2 separate regions of the Danio rerio genome follow, and region 2 is linked to region 1. Evidence: chromatin contacts called from public Hi-C data. All regions are on one chromosome and are shown on one strand. Each heading gives the region's core, a stretch centred on a gene start, on an enhancer-like site or on the middle of the called end of the contact. The rest is flanking DNA. Distances are from core to core; before and after follow the strand shown.

The links. A called contact is a pair of places that touch in the nucleus more often than the background predicts.
Region 2: a Hi-C map of hematopoietic stem cells shows a contact between it and region 1, with 3 times the contacts expected there. The contact joins the promoter of LOC101885590 here to the promoter of rap1gds1 in region 1. A contact is called at or near these places in 4 of 18 Hi-C or Micro-C datasets (caudal fin, embryo, hematopoietic stem cells and 1 more).

What each region holds. Positions count from the first base shown.
Region 1 is chr7:75,051,448-75,054,593 of GRCz12tu, reverse strand. rap1gds1 (RAP1, GTP-GDP dissociation stimulator 1) reads right to left here and starts at 1,596. Exons shown (of 14, transcript XM_073907561.1): 1 at 1,223-1,596. The coding sequence starts at 1,226.
Region 2 is chr7:75,179,495-75,182,411 of GRCz12tu, reverse strand. LOC101885590 (bone morphogenetic protein 7) reads left to right here and starts at 1,286. Exons shown (of 4, transcript XM_005172366.6): 1 at 1,286-1,615. The coding sequence starts at 1,339.

The sequences.
Region 1 (3,146 bases), core at 347-2,846:
CAAAAGAGCAACCGCTGCATAAAACAAATGCTTGCACTATATACTGTTCTATATCTGGTTTGCACTCAATGCCATATGCCCTTAATGTCATTGTATTGTATTGTTTACCAATTTTTATTCTTTACGTATATTTTTAGACTACATTTTATGTATAATTGTATTCATTGAAAATTCTTAAAACTCTTCTGTTTGTATCAGTATTATATGTTTGAGAGTAACGTAATTTCGATTCTCTATATATCCTGATCATGTGGTTGAATTGACAATAAAGCTGACTCTAACTTGACTTTGACTTGAAAAGTTGTCGGTTCATTCCGCTGCGCAGACCCCTGATGAATAAAGAAACTAAGCCGAAAAGAAAACAAATAAGCAAATATAAAACCAACGTTAACTCAATGTGCCAACTGAGATAAAGCTGGCTGTATATTCGCACAATTCGTTCAGTAACTAGTGTCTCTAAATTGTTCACAATGCTACTATTCGTTCTGACTTCAAGACGTTAATATGATTTCCCCGATTTTAAATTAGCAAACAATACAAATCTGAAATTATATGATTATATAACAAATATATATATAACCACACTAGTGTATCAGGATAAATATTTCTGATTCCCCAGCCCATCCCACCATCACAACATTGAGCGTATGTCTGCTTACATGTGACCTCCTTTTCTGCAGACTCACCATCTTACAATTGCATGATTCTTCACATTTATTTTCAATCACACACACACACACACAAGCAGATCCAGCTACAAATCTCCCAAAAATCTAGTTCACATATTGGTGTCAGGTATTACATCACAAGCTGTCAATCACACTCAGAAATATGAACTGATCGATTACTGTGTATCTGAATGAAGCTATAGTTGCAAACACAAATCTCGAAAGCTGTTTTTAAGCTAATGTCTATCACCTCAGCAAAACAAGACGACTATAATTAGCCCAAAAGATGAAGGATGCAGGATGATGAGCATGTGTTTGTGAATGATCCATGGCAACGTTACATCACAACCTCCCGAAAATGAAGATGAGTTTCTGCAGGGTCTGAATAACATGACGATTTGAACAGACATGCTTTGATTTTTGTATGTTAGCTCAACATCCTCATTACTACCTAACACACACACATACACACGCACATTTAACGTTACTAGTGTGTGTTTATTATTTATAAAATCTTGTAACATCTGTAAATATGCTAGTTTTGCTTGACTTACCCATCTGGCTAGCGTTTGTTATAGTCCAAACGGTCTCGGACAGTAGTCTCTGGAGGATTGGCTGTGCTGGTTGTGTCTCGAGGCGGGTACTGGATCGGTTTTGGTTCGCTTGTCAGACAGATATCCGGGCAAGGCCCACCTTAACCCACGCTGCTCCGGTGAAAACAGCCTCTGGAGCTCCTGGTGTGCCGGGGAGACGCATACACCCGGGACAAACCCCTCTGTGTGATAGCGGGGATTACGTAATATTTTTTAATAGGCGACCAGGACGAAAGCTCATGTGCATCAAAATAAAAAAATCCAGGTTCGCTTCAGATATACTTCCTTCTAGTGAGCAAACCGTCTGGTTCTCTGCACAGCAGACAGACGAGAGCGCTGAAGCCCCTCCTTCCTCGCAGCTCATTGGCTTGTGAGAAGTGCAGCAGGTTCTTGTCTGTGCGGTGATTGGTATACTGGGTTCTCAATAAAAATTTCAAACCACGCCCTCTAATGCTTTGATCGAATCTGATAGTTATGTTACAACTCAAATGAGAAATGAGAAGTGTGTGAGTCGTTTACGCGAATCGGTTCTTTGGAACAGGGCTGCAAAAATGAATCGTTTGTATAACATCAGTGTATTACTTGGTAAGTAAAGAATTAAACATACACAAAAATGATTCGTTTGTATAACATCAGTGTATTACTTGGTAAGTAAAGCATTAAACATACACAAAAATGATTTGTTTGTGTAACATCAGTGTATTACTTGGTAAGTAAAGCATTAAAAATACACAAAAAGGCCTAATTTGTGTAACATCAGTGTATTGCTTGGTAAGTAATGCATTAAACATACACAAAAAGGCCTAATTTGTGTAACATCAGTGTATTACTTGGTAAGTAAAGCATTAAACATACACAAAAAGGCCTAATTTGTGTAACATCAGTGTATTACTTGGTAAGTAAAGCATTAAACATACACAAAAATGCCTAATTTGTGTAACATCAGTGTATTACTTGGTAAGTAAAGTGTTAAACATACACAAAAATGCCTAATTTGTGTAACATCAGTGTATTACTTGGTAAGTAAAGTGTTAAACATATGCAACAATGATTAATTTGGTAAATAAAGTGTTAAACATACACAAAAATGAATAATTTTGTTAAATAAAGCATTGAACATACACAAAAATGATTAATTTGTGTAACCCCAATGTATTACTTGGTAAGTAAAGCGTTAAACATACACAAAAATGCCTAATTTGTGTAACTTCAGTGTATTACTTAGTAAGTAAAGTGTTAAACACACATAAAAATGATCCATTTGTGTAACATCAGTGTATTACTTGGTAAGTAAAGCATTAAATATACACAAAAATGCCTAATTTGTATAAGATCAGTGTATTACTTGGTAAGTAAAGCATTAAATATACACAAAAATGCCTAATTTGTATAAGATCAGTGTATTACTTGGTAAGTAAAGCATTAAATATACACAAAAATGCCTAATTTGTATAAGATCAGTGTATTACTTGGTAAGTAAAGCATTAAATATACACAAAAATGCCTAATTTGTATAAGATCAGTGTATTACTTGGTAAGTAAAGCATTAAACATACACAAAAGTGCCTAATTTGTGTAACATCAGTTTATTACTTTGTAAGTAAAGCATTAAACATACACAAAAATGAATCGTTTGTGTAATATCAGTGTATTACTTGATAAGTAAAGTGTTAAACACACATAAAAATGATCCATTTGTGTAACATCAGTGTATTACTTGGTAAGTAAAGCATTAAATATACACAAAAATGCCTAATTTGTATAAGATCAGTGTATTACTTGGTAAGTAAAGCATTAAACATACACAAAAATGAATCGTTTGTGTAATATCAGTGTATTACTTGATAAGTAAAGCGTTAAACATACACAAAAATGCCTAATTTTT
Region 2 (2,917 bases), core at 37-2,536, 130 kb before region 1:
TTCATTGCAGTCGTGACACACCAACATATCAGTTCAGCAGTTCAGGCCCAGTTATGGGTTATTAAATTGGCTGAGACTTGGCCCAGATGGTCCATGTTTGGCCCTTGCTGGAAACCAGACTTGGTCCAGTCATGTACTGTAATTCATCGTGGCATGTGGGCCAAGCAAAAGCTGGTTGTGTGGGCCAGAGCTGGGCCAGAGACATTTTACTATGTGATGTTTTCAGCCTGATCTCACGAGAAAACGTAAGTATTTTACGTTTTGCCAGTTTAGTGGCTAATTGTACGAATTCGTACGATTTCAGTCGTACGAAATGATACGATTTTAAAAAGGAGGCGTGGCACCTAACCCCACCCCTAACCCCAACCGTTATTGGGGGATAAGCAAATCGTACTAAATTGTACGAATTAGATCGTACGAATTCATACGAATTAGCCACTAAATGAAAAAGTTACGAATTGCCGTGAGATTGTGTTGGATGTTTTATGAACAAATTTCGGGAGGAGCAAGATCAGTCTTTGACAAGGCTAAATTATCACACACACACAATCATTCTATTATCCAATCAGCTCAAGTAATCAGCAAGCCACTATAAATAGTCAAACACGTCATACCTCCGTTTTCCCTCGACTTTACCGTCCTTCCACCACCCCAACTCCACACTATTAAACCAGATACCTATTTTATTCCGAGGGGGGTGCGTTCTGGAGCCGGGCTAGACACTGCGCTCGGACCCTATCTCTCTTCATCCTGATAAGGGGAATAACACGAGTTAGAGCTCAGAGCCCTCTCCCCAGACAGCACCCCAAATATGCATATTCTCTTCAGTCAAATATCTGTGTGAACTTCTGAAGTGGGACGTGTTTTGTAAAATGCAAGCCAAGAAATGAAGCAACAGTGACATCTATTGCTCAAACATGCAGCCAGTTGCAAAATGAGTGTCAAGGTTATGAAGAAAGGCTCGCGCTTGGTACTATGTTTGTGCCAAGAATGCAAACCTTAATAACTGGAGATGCAAAAGAGCACTATCCACTTACATTAAGAAAGGTACGAGCTGAAAAGAGCTCTTGATTCCGGTGAAAAGTACTCGAGCCTCAAAAGAAAAACAAGTGAAAACTGAGAGCACAAAGCCTGTCAAATGGAGTGTGACATTCCTGGCTTTTCTGTGGGAAAGTGGTAATTGCTTCTTTTTTTTTCCTTCCTCACTGTTTGGCTGTTGGTTGCATGGTCCTCCCCACACACTAATGAGTGAACAAGACTCTGCTGTCTACATGACTTGCTGACCAGACTGTGTGGGAGAATAAGAGCTGAATCTATCCGCCCTTTTACTTCTGCAGAATGAGGTCTTCAGCATCCTTTTTACGCTTTCTGGTTTGTCTTTTAGGACTTGGAGGGATCCACGGTTTGGTGTTGATGGAGGATGAAGAGGAGGAACTGGAGGACAGACACCTGAGCAAAGCTATTTTGGAGATGCTGCACATAAATAAGCTGTCAGCGCCTCAGCAGGCAAAACCACACCCCTATATGAGACACGTTTATCAGTCTCTGGACACACAGGCGAGAGAACAGAGCGCTGCTGATGGGATGCTGGTGCAGAGTTTCAGGAGTGTTGAAGGTAAGGGTACATATATTTTTATGCTGACATTCTTTTAAATACTAAATATAGGTTTATTAGGCAAGTCATTGGACAACCTTGAGTATTTGTAAGTAGTTACTGTACTTTACACCACTGCCTATCTGGCTCTTACAGGAACACTGCACGTTTTTGTAAATAGCCTCATTGTATATCTCCTCTAGAGGTAAACAGTTGAGTTGTACCATTTTTGAATCCATTAAGCCGATCTCCGAGTTTTACACTTTTAGCTTAGCTTAGCATAAATCATTGAATCGGATTAGACCATTAGCATCTCACTCATAAATGAACAAGAGTCATTCTGTATTCTGAATCTTCTGTAGTTACATCACTACAAATTCCTTGATTATTATGCCATATATAGTGACAGTATAGTTCCTAGACATGACAGTATAGTTCCTAGCTATATCAGCTTAGAAAATAGCACCTTTTCGTTTTCCGTCAGCCTCAGTACACAATGAAACTAAGGAAGAGTCAAGCTTTTAATAGGAATTTAAGGTATAATTTAATAAAAGGAATAGATTTAAATAGGAATAGATATTAGCAAGATGCTAATGGTCTAATCCGATTCAATGATCTATGCTAAGCTAAGCTAAAAGTGCTCCTGGCAGACGCAGAGATCAGCTGAATGGATATAAAAATTATAAAACTCAACCCTTTAACTTGGGAGTGTAAAATGAGCCTATTTCCAACATAAGCATAGCATTCCTTTAAAAGTTAGCTCAAGTTCATTTCATTCATTCACTTTCTTGTCAGCTTAGTCCCTTTATTAATCCGAGGTTGCCACAGCGGAATGAACCACCAACTTATCCAGCGCGTTTTTACACAGCTGATGCCATTCCAGCCGCAACCCATCTCTGGGAAAAATTAGCTCAAGTTATTTGTTCAAATTTCTATACAGATGCTAATAGTCTAATCTGATTCAATGATCTATTCTACGCTAAGCTGAAAGTGCTCCTGCAAGACCCAGAGATCTGCTGAATGGATTCAAAAATGGAAAAACTCAACCCTTTAACTTGGGCGTGTAAAATGAGCCTATTCTCAAAATAAGCGTAGCATTAATTTAAAATTTAGGTCAATTTATTTGTTCAAATCTCTACAGATGCTAATGGTCTAATCCGATTCAATAATCTATGCTAAGCTAAGCTAAAACTGCTCCTGCAAGACCCGAAGATTGTCTAAATGGATTCAAAAATGGTAAAACTCAACTCTTTAACTTGATGGGTATGTAAGAGGCTTTTTAAAACATTCTCGGAGATAAAACATGGACTGGTTTTTGTATTT